Regions from separate parts of the Mus musculus genome. Here region 2 is linked to region 1. Evidence: chromatin contacts called from public promoter capture Hi-C data. All regions are on one chromosome and are shown on one strand. Each heading gives the region's core, a stretch centred on a gene start, on an enhancer-like site or on the middle of the called end of the contact. The rest is flanking DNA. Distances are from core to core; before and after follow the strand shown.

Region 1 (5,629 bases), core at 60-2,559:
TCTTTGCCACCTCAGTTCTCTCTTCTTTTCTCTTCCCACATGTTCCCACCCCCCTCCCCCTCTCTTCCCCTTTCTGTCTTTTTTTCTGTCCTCTGCCCCTTTTCTCTTCCCTTACAGCTCCATTCCTGTCTGTCTGCCTCACCCCTTCTTCGCCTCCTCTTCCTCCAGATAAACCTCCATTATCCCAGGTCTGTCCCACGGCATGATTTCTCTAGGGGGCACCACGGCGTGGGCACCTGTCGTACCCCCTCCTCCCACTACTGCATTATATTTTATAACAACCCGGAGTAGTGGTTCTCAGCCTTCCCAATGCTGTGACCCTTTAATATGGTTCCTCATGTTGTGGTGACCCCTAGCCATAAAATTATTTTGTTACTACTTCATAACTGTAACTTTGCTACTGTTATGAGTCATAATATAAATAAATATCTGACATGCAACCTCTGTGAGGGTCGTGAGCCACAACTGAGAACCACTACCTAGAAGGTAGTGAGGATGACATTCAAACCCTATTTTCTATGTAGTTCCTGGATGCTTTGCATGATCTATGAAGCAAAATTACAATGAACTAACCTACTAAACCAATACTTATTCTAGTGTCATACAAAAGCAAGTTAGGGGTGCAATTCTATCCTCCTATATCCCTAGAAAGCTGAACTTTAGAGTAAGCAACACTGGGTTTTGAATTATAAATTCAGATTTGAGTTCTTATCCTGAAACTCTGGTCAACTCATTTTATCTCTTTGAGACTCCGTGTTCTCAGTGGTGAAGTGGAGGTAATATGTCTTCCTCCAAGAGTAACAACAACAACAGCAACAACAACATGAGCATGTTCTTGTTAGTCATGGAATATTATCTAATCATGGGCTTCGGTTAGGAAGAAATCAGAGATCCATAAAAGGAGAGATTCAGTAAGCTGAGAATTGATAGAGGTAAACCAAGAGGGCACAGAAGTGAGCTCTGCTATCCTGAGGTGTTATTCCAGATGCACCATGGAGCCCCTTCCATCCCCACACTTGCTGAGGGCGCTGTGTTTCTTATGAGTTAGAACAAGCTGCTCCTATGAGGAAAACATTCTTTCACAGATGTCAAGACATTATTCTGTTTAGGACTAAAAAGTGCACCAGAGTTCAAACATACAACATTTTTACAATTTCCTCCTTAGTGTATTTTTTTTTTTAATCTTGACTTTGAAACTCTGGATTGTGGACAGATGTGTCAGAAATGCCACAGGGGGAGCTATAGTGAATTGCAGTTCAAGCTTGACTTACTGTCAGATGAACCACAGTCAGAGTCCAGCAGCACAGCGCGGCCCTGCAGGCAGAGACCTGCAGGGTGTGGATAGAGAACAGTTCTAATCAGGTCCACACAGGGCCGTTCAACTGGCCTGAGACTGAGGTTGAATTCAGTCTTGCAAAGGCTCTGTGGTGCTCTGGAGAGCAGGTAGTGTGGCTCTCAGGACCAAGTGATAAAAACGGGCAAACGAAGGCCTGATTATTCTCTCCTTTGTTCCTGGCACTCCTTACAGCGGCTGATGAACCTTTGGACTCTAAGCAGCATTGTGAAAGCAACCTTATTTGCCTGTAGGTGGGTAAAGTCAGAATATAGACCAGATGACTCTTGATGTAACTCGTATGTGATACCATTCCCCAGACCTCTCTTCAAGGATTCCTTTTATTCCTTTCTATGGAAGCATTTGTAAAGTAATATTACCTGTCAAGCAAATGTAGCTATTTTAGACTTTCAAGATTTTTTTGAATACTACATTCAGTGGCTTTTTATACATTGATAAAGTTATAATCAACTTTATGACATTTTATCACAATACAGTGAAACCCTTTAGCAGTCATTTCCCATGCCTTGAGACCCAGTCCTCAAGCAATAACAGATTTACTGCTTGTCTCTAAGGATTTGCCTATTCTTTATGTTGCATAAACATAGAATTGTGCGATAAGTGGTATTCTCTATCTTTTTTCATTTAGTATGGCATTTCTAAGATTCATTCACATTACAGCCTAAGTCAGGACTTGGCTCATTATTACTGACAAGTTACATTCTATCTTATGGATCTGTCCATTTGTGTTTATCCATCCATCAACACCCAGACATTTGAGCTGCTTCAGTTTTTGACTGCTTCAAATAACATTTCTATGAACATTTGTGTGAGAGTCTTTGGATGTTTATGTGCTGTCAACTGTCTTGCCTACATCATGTGGTGGTAAATTTTTGACAGTCACCTTCATGGGACTGAGAACCACCCAGGAGACATACCTCCTGTCTGTGAAGATGTTTCCAGAGACAACTGGGAGGTGAAGGAAGATGAACGTGGAACAGTGCACCGTCCCATAGGTTGGAGTCCCAGACCAGATGAGAGAGAGTGAAGGAGCACCAGTCCTTATTTCTGCTTCCTGACTCTGACTCTGAACACCTTAGGACCAGCTGCCTCACATCCCTGCCCCTTGTCTTTGCCACCATGATGGACTATCCTTTCAAAATGTGAGTCAAAACAGCCCCTTCCTTTCTTAGCTTGTGTCTGTCGGGCATTTTGACACAGCAGCAGTGATGGCAACTGATACGGAAGTCTGGCACTAAGACAGGGTCATTGCTGATATTAATCTTTCTTGTGGCTCCTGGGTCTTTTGAGTGGGTTTCTAGTAGAAATGTGTGGGTGAGAGGAGCCCTAGAGTTTGATGGGTCACTTGTGAAAGACCATAAGGCTGAGAGAACTACAAAGGTCCAGCTCTAGAGGAAACTGGGAGGAACAATGATGATACCAGGAACTGGGCAAGGGGCTACATGTGCTATAGTCAGGCAAGTATTCTTGTTTTATTATTTCCAAGTCCTGAGCTTGAGTGAGGGCGAATTCAAGAGTAATGTTTGGAGGAGGAAATCTAAACCAGAGCACATACAGTTGGTGGCTAGTCCCTGGTAACTGCTCTCACCCAGAGCCACAGGGAGAGGCAGTAGCAGGTGGCTCAGAAAGACATGAGAAGATGGCCAAATTAGAAAAACAGAGAGCATGAGATTCTAAAACTGTATGCAAGGCTGGTATAGCCATAACCCTAATTGGGTAAGGGATTAGCCCTATTAAACAGAAGTCTCATAGTCTTTACGGACACAATAAGAAAGCTTACCTGAAGATGACACCGTATTTACTAATTACTAAGGCCTCTCATTTATAATTTATAAAAATGCAAATTTATTTGGAAGAGCTAAAACCACTAAAATGTTCAGAAAGTGTTTTCTCAGTTCAGCTGCTAAGGCACACAGAAGCCACTACAGCTGCAGTAGAGAAAGACCACACTCTACCTTGAGACGGTGGTAGAATTTGGCAGTGCTATTATATACTACATATTACCTATAGTATATAAAACCTACATGGTATAGGTTTTGTAGGCTGCAAAATGTATGTAAACGGTTGTGAAGACCAGCTATCCTTTCTAGAAAGCCCTTGCGGTGACACAATACGCGGCAGGGCTAGGTTCCCTTCAGTGAGGCTATGGTGATTTGACTGATAATGGCACCCCGTGGGTTTATGCCTCTGAGTACTTGATCCTCAGCTGGTGGAAAGAATAGAAGCTGTGGCCCTGTTGGGGAGGTTTGTTTCTGGAGGCAGGGTTTGAAGTTTCAAAAGACTCTCACTGCTCCCACTGTTCTTCCTCTGCCTCCTACTTGTGGATCAGGATGTGAGCTTTCCATCCTCCTGGGTTCCAACCTCCTGAAACTGTAAACCAATGACATGCTTTCAGTTGCCTTAGTCATGGCATTCTGTCTTAGCAATAGAAAAGTGGCTCAGACACAGGTTCCTAGGGACCATTGCTTGACACTATGCAAGGGAAATCTAAGTCACAGGGGACATCTGAGGGTGATCAGCTTTGAGATTCAATGTACATCCTAACAGGCATTTACTCCCTTCCTTCCTCTCCTGGGTGCTTTCTTTTGATTCCTCTGTCTCCTCAGTGAATCTTTCTCTTAAAAAGTAAAGACAGTTTATTTGTACAACAATAAGATATATGGAACCATGGGAATGAATACTTGTAGGGGACCATCAAGTCCTGAGTGAACGGGTGTTGTTGACATAGGCACATCCATGCATGTCAAGGACCCTGATGCCTTAGACCCATGGGAAATAGCAAAGCCTTCTCTGGGCTAGGATCAGGGAAATTGCAAAGACTTTTCTCCCAGTCTACATGTCAACATTGATTGTCTGTCCAGGAAATATCTAGTGTAGCTCTGCCTCTCTCAGATGTTTGGGACCTGAAGCCTGTTCCACGCAGAGATTGTTCATACCGAGCTGAACCTGTCTCTGGTTCAGCCATATACCATAAACGCATCTCCTTGATTCAGCCATATCAAAAACACCTTATCGATATATGTAAAGGTTATGAAGACCAGCTATTATTTCTAGAAAGCCCTTGAGGTGACACAATGCACTGCAGGGCTAGATTTCCTTCAGTGAGGCTATGGTGGTATATGGTTGGATATAATAAACACACTCAGCTTTGAGAGTGCTGAAGTTGCTCTACCTGAGAGCCCTGTCCCCGCAGTGTCTCCCAGATTTCCCGTGTGCCTATGAATTAGACATTTCTTCATTCACTTGCCACTCCTGGCAGGTCCAGTACCCAAACAAGTTATGCTGGACATGGCAAATAATTATCCTTTCAGGGCAGGTCAGTTGACTCTAAACATAGCTTTTATATTGTCCTAGTTTCTTTTCCAGTTGCTGTGACAAAACAGCTTATCAAAATGAAACAAAAACAAAAATAGAGGAGGAAGGGCTTTTTTGAGCTTAACAGTCTCAGCTAGAGTCCACTGTTGCAGAGAAGCCAGGGAGCAGGAACTTGCAGAAGCTGGCCACATCCACAGTCGAGGGCAGAGAAAGTGTGTGTGCATTCTGATGCTGAGTGTGTTTCTATATCTATAGTGCATGATCCAAACCCAGGGAATGGGCCCACACACAACTGGTTGATTTCCTACATGGTTAACATAAGACAATATCCTACAGATGTGCCCACAGGCCAACCTGAGAGGGAGAGGGAGGGGGACAGGGAGGGAGGGGAAGGGGATGGGGAGAGACAGAGAGAGAGAGACAGAGAGAGACAGACAGACAGACAGAGACAGAGAGAGGAAGAGAGAGAGAGAGAGAGAGAGAGAGAGAGGTGGTGGTAGTGCATGCCTTTAATCCCAGCAGTCTGGAGCAGGGCGGGGCAAACAGATCTGAGTGTGGAGCTAGCCTGGTCAACAGAGCAAGTTCCAGAATAGCCAAGAATACAGAGAGAAACACTGTCTCGAAATATCAAAGGTTGAGTCCAGATTGTGAGTCCAGAATGTGTCAGATTTATACAACTATGGAATGTTTACTCCTCAATTCATTCATTTGTTTGGCCATTCCAAAAAAAAAAGGGCATTTCCTATGTGAAGTTTTTTTTTTTAACCTGAAGGCTAGTATATAGAGATAAATTTAATACACAGGCCTTACATTATAAAATCTCTACCTCTAGATATGTATACAAAAGAACTTGCAATAGTGTATAAGAACAGCTATATCTAGTAGGAACTATATGAATACAGGCAATGAAGACAGGCAAGTTGGGAGATGAAGACTTCTCAAATATTAGTGCGGCAGAAT
Region 2 (5,421 bases), core at 142-2,641, 530 kb after region 1:
CCAGGGCGACTTTTAACAATGCAAACATTCAGCTGCTACTGAGCTCACTATTAAGACAATCAGTGTATACACTGTTTACCATGTCCCAGGCAGCCTTTAAAATAGTTTTATTGCATTTATTTGAGGAGTAGCAAGCCGTGTCACATGTAGGGAGAGGGGATCAAATCTAGGACCAGGGGATAGAACTCAGGTCATCGGCTTGATGCAAGTGCCCTTAGAACTGAGGCCACTCTCAGGCCCCTGTGTCAGATACCTTTTTAAATAATTGTAATCTGTCTATCATGCCAGCACCTTCAGATGAGCACATCTACTGTTCCATTAGGACAGCTGTAGCACAAATGTGCCCATGGATCATTCCTTTCCTTCTCCCTCTCCCTAATCAGACTGGCAAATGCTTGTCCAGTGTCCTTGGTGGACTAGAGATCTGCTCTCCCAGCCTGAGGTTTCTCATCTGTAGATGAAGAGCTGCTAAGAAAGCCCCAGATACACAGACATATTAATAAACACTCGTTCAATTTTGCAGAGTCCCTTTCCAAAAAAGGAGGGAGCCGCTGGTCATTAACACCAATCATTCTGAGCACGGCAGAGTATGGTCCCATTGTAACAAAGTATAGATGAATTATTAACAAAATGATAATTTTTCCAAAAATGAAATGCATTTGTTTAATGTGAACAGTCCATACTCTATAATTCAATGAGAAAGTTCAACATGTTAGTATAGTTTAAAAAGTTGCGTTTGCCTTCCACTATCTGAAAACAGTTCCACGAGTCAGAACCTCCAAGTACTGCCCTAATCCCACCTCTGCAAAGGCAGAGATAACTCAGAAAGACACCAAAAGCCATAACAGACAACAGACATTTCAAAAGAAGAACTGTAAATAGCGAGCTGTTATGTGCGGGAAAAAGTCTGCATGCTGGACAGCAGCGCTTTCATTGTCAGTGGCTGCAGAGGACAAGGGCTTTTCTTCCTTTGTTAATCTGCGTGTGTGCGCGTGTGTGTGTGTGTGTGTGTGTGTGTGTGTGTGTACACACGCACGCACACACACTCACATGCTCACGTGTGCACATAAGGGTCAGCCTTAGGTATGGATCTCTTCAGAGGACAGCCCTAGGTGTGCATCTCTTCTGTCAGGTTCAGTGGATAAAGGTGCTTGTCGCTAGGCTTGGCTGCCTGAATCAATTCCCAAAACCCACATGATGGAAGAAGAGACGCAGCTCTCAACAGCTGCCCTCTGCCCTCTACACTGACCGCCTGGGGTCTCAGGAGAAGCAGGGTTAATGGAAAGGAATGGTGGGAAATTCATGGAATGGTAATTATAACCCTAACACTGCTGAAGAGTAGAAACTACTCCTAGGGAAATAGGGAGTGAACGGAGAAGGAAAGTCACTATACACCAGTATGAGTCACAGTGGCATCTGGGAGAGGGTGTTACTTTATTAGGCCTTGTGAGATGTGAGATGCTAATAGAAGCCTAAGAAAAGGAAGGGTCAGAAGAGACCCACAGACATTTTGATAAATAAATAAAAATATATAATAAAAGAACCCTGCATCCCCGCAGTTCTTCGTGTTTCATAGAAGATATTAATGCAAACAAGAGGGGAGAGCCGCAAAATGAAAGGCTTGAAATCTGTGTCCCCCAGGTGGTTCCTAAGGGATCTGCAGTCAGCTGCTTGCCTGCTCAGCTCTGTTTGAAAAGCACTAGCACCCCCTGGTGTCAACATTGCAGAACTGTCCCATAGTCCTGAAGGATCATAAATATGGGAAGGAAGGATACAATAAAAACGTTCATACCTTCAACCATGGCTATGAGCTATGTTTCCATCTTCCTTGTGATATGTTGGCATATGTATGCCATTTGCAAGTAGATTACAGATGCTAAAATTTCATGAATATTAATTACAGGGTAACCAAGCACATTCTAATTAAAGGCAGACTCTGAAGGAGTAAACACAAGCCTGGTAATTTTGGATCTCACTAAGATTTAAAACGGCTGGGGAGCTCATAGGCTCCAGGGATGAAAGTACCACTACTGTTCGGCTAATGGACACAGTACCAAACCACCCTCTAAGTATGTATCTCTCCGCCCAGGGTAAGTGGGGCTTTGGGTTCTTAGCAGAGAAGCTTCTCCTGCAGTGGGTGGTGGCTAACACAAAACCTCACAAGGAGTCGAAACACAGTATCCGTATCCGTAGAATACCCGGCCACAAACGGGACATCTATCTTTCTGCCCGAGAGCTGTAAGCCAGGCTCCAGTAAAGCTTCCTCCTTTGTACTTGCTCCTGTGTTCTAGAGGTCTCTCTCAATCTAGACTGTTCTCACTACTTTTCAAGCCTCCCGTGACACTAAAGTTCCTGGGGGTCAGCCATCTTGTAAAATGGCCCAATCTTTGGATCTGTCCAGTCATCCCCTTGATTAAATCAGTATGGGATGTTTTGTCAAGAATCTTCCACAACTGAGTTTTTGAATTTCTTACTGCAGCATCTCACAAAACGCAGCACTCGACTGCTCTACTTTGGGTGCTGCTACTTGGTCACCTGGCTAAGGTGTGACTTCAAAACTTGTAAACTAGTGTCCTAAGAGGTGTGTCACATAGAGAATATGACACCTAACATTTTTTATACAGGGTTTACCATGTGTTGATGAATCTTGGCTTGAGTCAGTTGTAACAGTGGGGATTGGGAAACAGCAGTTTTCTATTAATGGCATTCCTTTAAGACACATGGTCAACCCAAAACAGATTAGCCTACCTATAAACCAGGATGATAAAACAGAGCAGACAACTGTGGTATTGACGATACTCTAAGCATCCTTGGCAAAATCTATTCTCCTGACAAAAGAAAAACATTAGAACTAGGTATATTGTGTCTAATCCCATCAATATTATAATCCCAAGATTATTTAATGTACTGCACATGTACATGTACTATAAAACACAGCAAATGAATACATTCTTCTCAAGTGCACATAAAATGAGGTAAAGAAAAATGTTATGACACATTGTACTTGAAAACAGTGGCGATCACAGTGGCCTCTGGGACAGGGGTTTACTTTAGCAAACCTTGGGAGATGGGAGTAATTATCAAATAGATGTGTGTGATTGTTTTCTTTTATCTAAAACTGACAACTTTCTCCTACACTTTCAGTGACAAACATTTTGTTATGATATAAGCGAATTAATCTGTTTTAATAGCAACTAATTTTCCATATCCTGCTCAAAAAGCTTTTTCCTACCCACAAAGACAATTTAAATATATTTAAATTTTTTACATTATATTTAAATTTTTTTATAGGTTTATGTATAAGGTTTATGTGTGGTTGGTCTCCATTTCTGTATTTGATGTGAAACAGGCACTAAGGTTTTTTTGTGGATATTCAGTAATTACAAAATTATTAGTTGAAAGCATTGCCCTAAGAGAGTTGGGAAAACGGCTCAGCAGTTGTTTCCTGCAGAGGTGTCAGGCAGTTTACAAGCCTGTAACTGCAGCTCCAGGGAAATCCATGCCTCTCTCAAAGTCCCTGTACTCACAGGCACAAGCCCACTTACACTCTGAGGCTGCAGACAGGACTCAGGAGTTAAAGCACTCACTGCTCTTGCGGGGACCCAGGTTCAGTTCTAAAGACCTTCATGCTCCCTGCTGGCCTCTGCAGACACTGTACAAATGTGATGCGCATTCAAACAAAACACTCAGACACATAAAATAAAAAGTACATTTGATATGTAGTTTAAAAAAGGAACTGTTTTGGCAGGCCTGGAGAGATGGCGCAGAGGTTAAGAGCACTGTCTGTTCTTCCAGAGGTCATGAGTTCAATTCCCAGCAACCACATGGTGGCTCACAACCACCTGTAAAGGGATCTAATGCCTTCTTTTGCTGTGTCTGAAGACAGCTATAGTGTACTCATATACATTAAAAAAAAAACAAAAGTTGTTCTAGTAGCTTTCTTCAAAATACGTGGATGGGGCATGTTCTCTTTGTATTGCTTCAGTGCCAAGTCCTGCTTTGCTATGCGTAAGGGACATGGAACAGAGCCAACCGTGTGTGGGCCTCCACAAGTGTCGATGGTTGCTGTGGGTATAAGGCTCGTTTGTATAATAATGTACATAGTTTGTACATTATTTAGATTATGACTCCATGATTATCAGAGACAGCAAGAGTCTGGGAAGTGAGGGTGCATCTAATGTCTCAGCAAACTGACATCTTCAGGACAGCTCTCAAGGCTGTGGGAAAGAATGTTGAAAACATGAGTTCTAAACTACATAATTTCTCAACTATGCAAAATATAAGGATGCAATATGAATTGTAGAAGGAGCTTCAGAGATCTAAAGGAACAGAGGCAGCTGCACTATGAGCCAGCTGGTCAGAAAGATACTAAGGAAGGAGATAAAGAGATTTAGGGAGTAGTGATCACAGGGCAAGATCCCACCCAACTAAGGTGTTTTTTGTTGTTGTTGTTGCTGCTGCTGCTGCTGTTTATGCTTACAAAGGCAAGCAGATTCCTGAGTTCAAGGTCACCCTGGGATGGAGGGAATTTTGGTCCTGGCCCAGGTGTGGTAGGAATGGTAAGTTCAGGGTAGGGTCCCACCCAGGTATAGTAATTGTCTGTGCTTGTGCTTGCTGTTGCTTTCTAGGATTCAAGAAGCTGGGGCCTTGGGATGCTGATTAATGGGATAATCAAAAGGGAATCTGGGGTGATGACTGAATGGATATGTAAATAAAAGCCTGGGCTTCTGATCTGCAAGAAATGAGCTATCTAGAGTTTTTAGAATAGTAAGAGAACGCTAGAGAGAAAGAGATTCATCTCGAGCAGAACATAGGCCCTCAACTTGTAACCCACAATTTGACTTTGAGTCATCTGTCTCACTGCTCCCAGACACTCCTTCTCTCAGGAACTCCTCTCTCCAAGCCAAGGCTGGCCCTTGGCATTTCAGTCACCTGTCAATCTATATCACAATCATACTCTCTATTACCTTATAAAAAATCTTAAAGCTAAGCAGAAAACTTTCCAATTTGTTCCTTTTCAAGATTTTTTAATGTTTTAGATCTTCAGTAACCTGAAATAAATTTTGGAAAGTATTTGCTAATTCTACACAAAGCTTGGTGGAATTAAGACTAGAATTATATTTAATCTATTACAAGTGTGGACAGAACTGACATTTTAACAATATTAATTCCTCTAATCTACCAACATGAGGTGTATTTCTATGTAAATAACCTTTAGCTTTTTTTTTTTTTGATTTCTCAAAGTCTTGGATGACTTTATTAAATTAATTCCTAAGTACTTCTGTTTTGATGTTATTATAAATAAAATTAAATTTCCATCAATAGCAATATTGCTTATATAGGAATACATTTTAAGTTATATTTGTTTGATATATATATGTATATATGTGTGTGTGTGTGTGTGTGTGTGTGTGTGTGTGT

What was found. Promoter capture Hi-C pulls out the DNA fragments that hold promoters and counts their contacts.
Region 2: a contact with region 1 is called in a promoter capture Hi-C map of liver. The contact joins two enhancer-like sites. A contact is called at or near these places in 7 of 39 promoter capture datasets (cranial neural crest, embryonic stem cells, frontonasal cranial neural crest and 2 more) and 3 of 115 datasets of contacts at active chromatin or transcription factors (bone marrow-derived dendritic cells and embryonic stem cells).

What each region holds. Positions count from the first base shown.
Region 1 is chr3:28,213,677-28,219,305 of GRCm38.p6, forward strand. No RefSeq gene overlaps it. Among named protein-coding and RNA genes, the nearest start is that of Gm42196, 40 kb to the left of the region's middle. Within about 2 kb of position 1,310, at least 12 of the 459 cell types and tissues checked have an H3K27ac peak or open chromatin away from gene starts, as enhancers often do. A contact at or near this core is called in liver, where this site is marked.
Region 2 is chr3:28,744,625-28,750,045 of GRCm38.p6, forward strand. The region is part of intron 1 of 1700112D23Rik (RIKEN cDNA 1700112D23 gene); the gene reads right to left. Among named protein-coding and RNA genes, the nearest start is that of 1700112D23Rik, 34 kb to the right of the region's middle. Within about 2 kb of position 1,392, at least 23 of the 459 cell types and tissues checked have an H3K27ac peak or open chromatin away from gene starts, as enhancers often do. A contact at or near this core is called in liver, where this site is marked.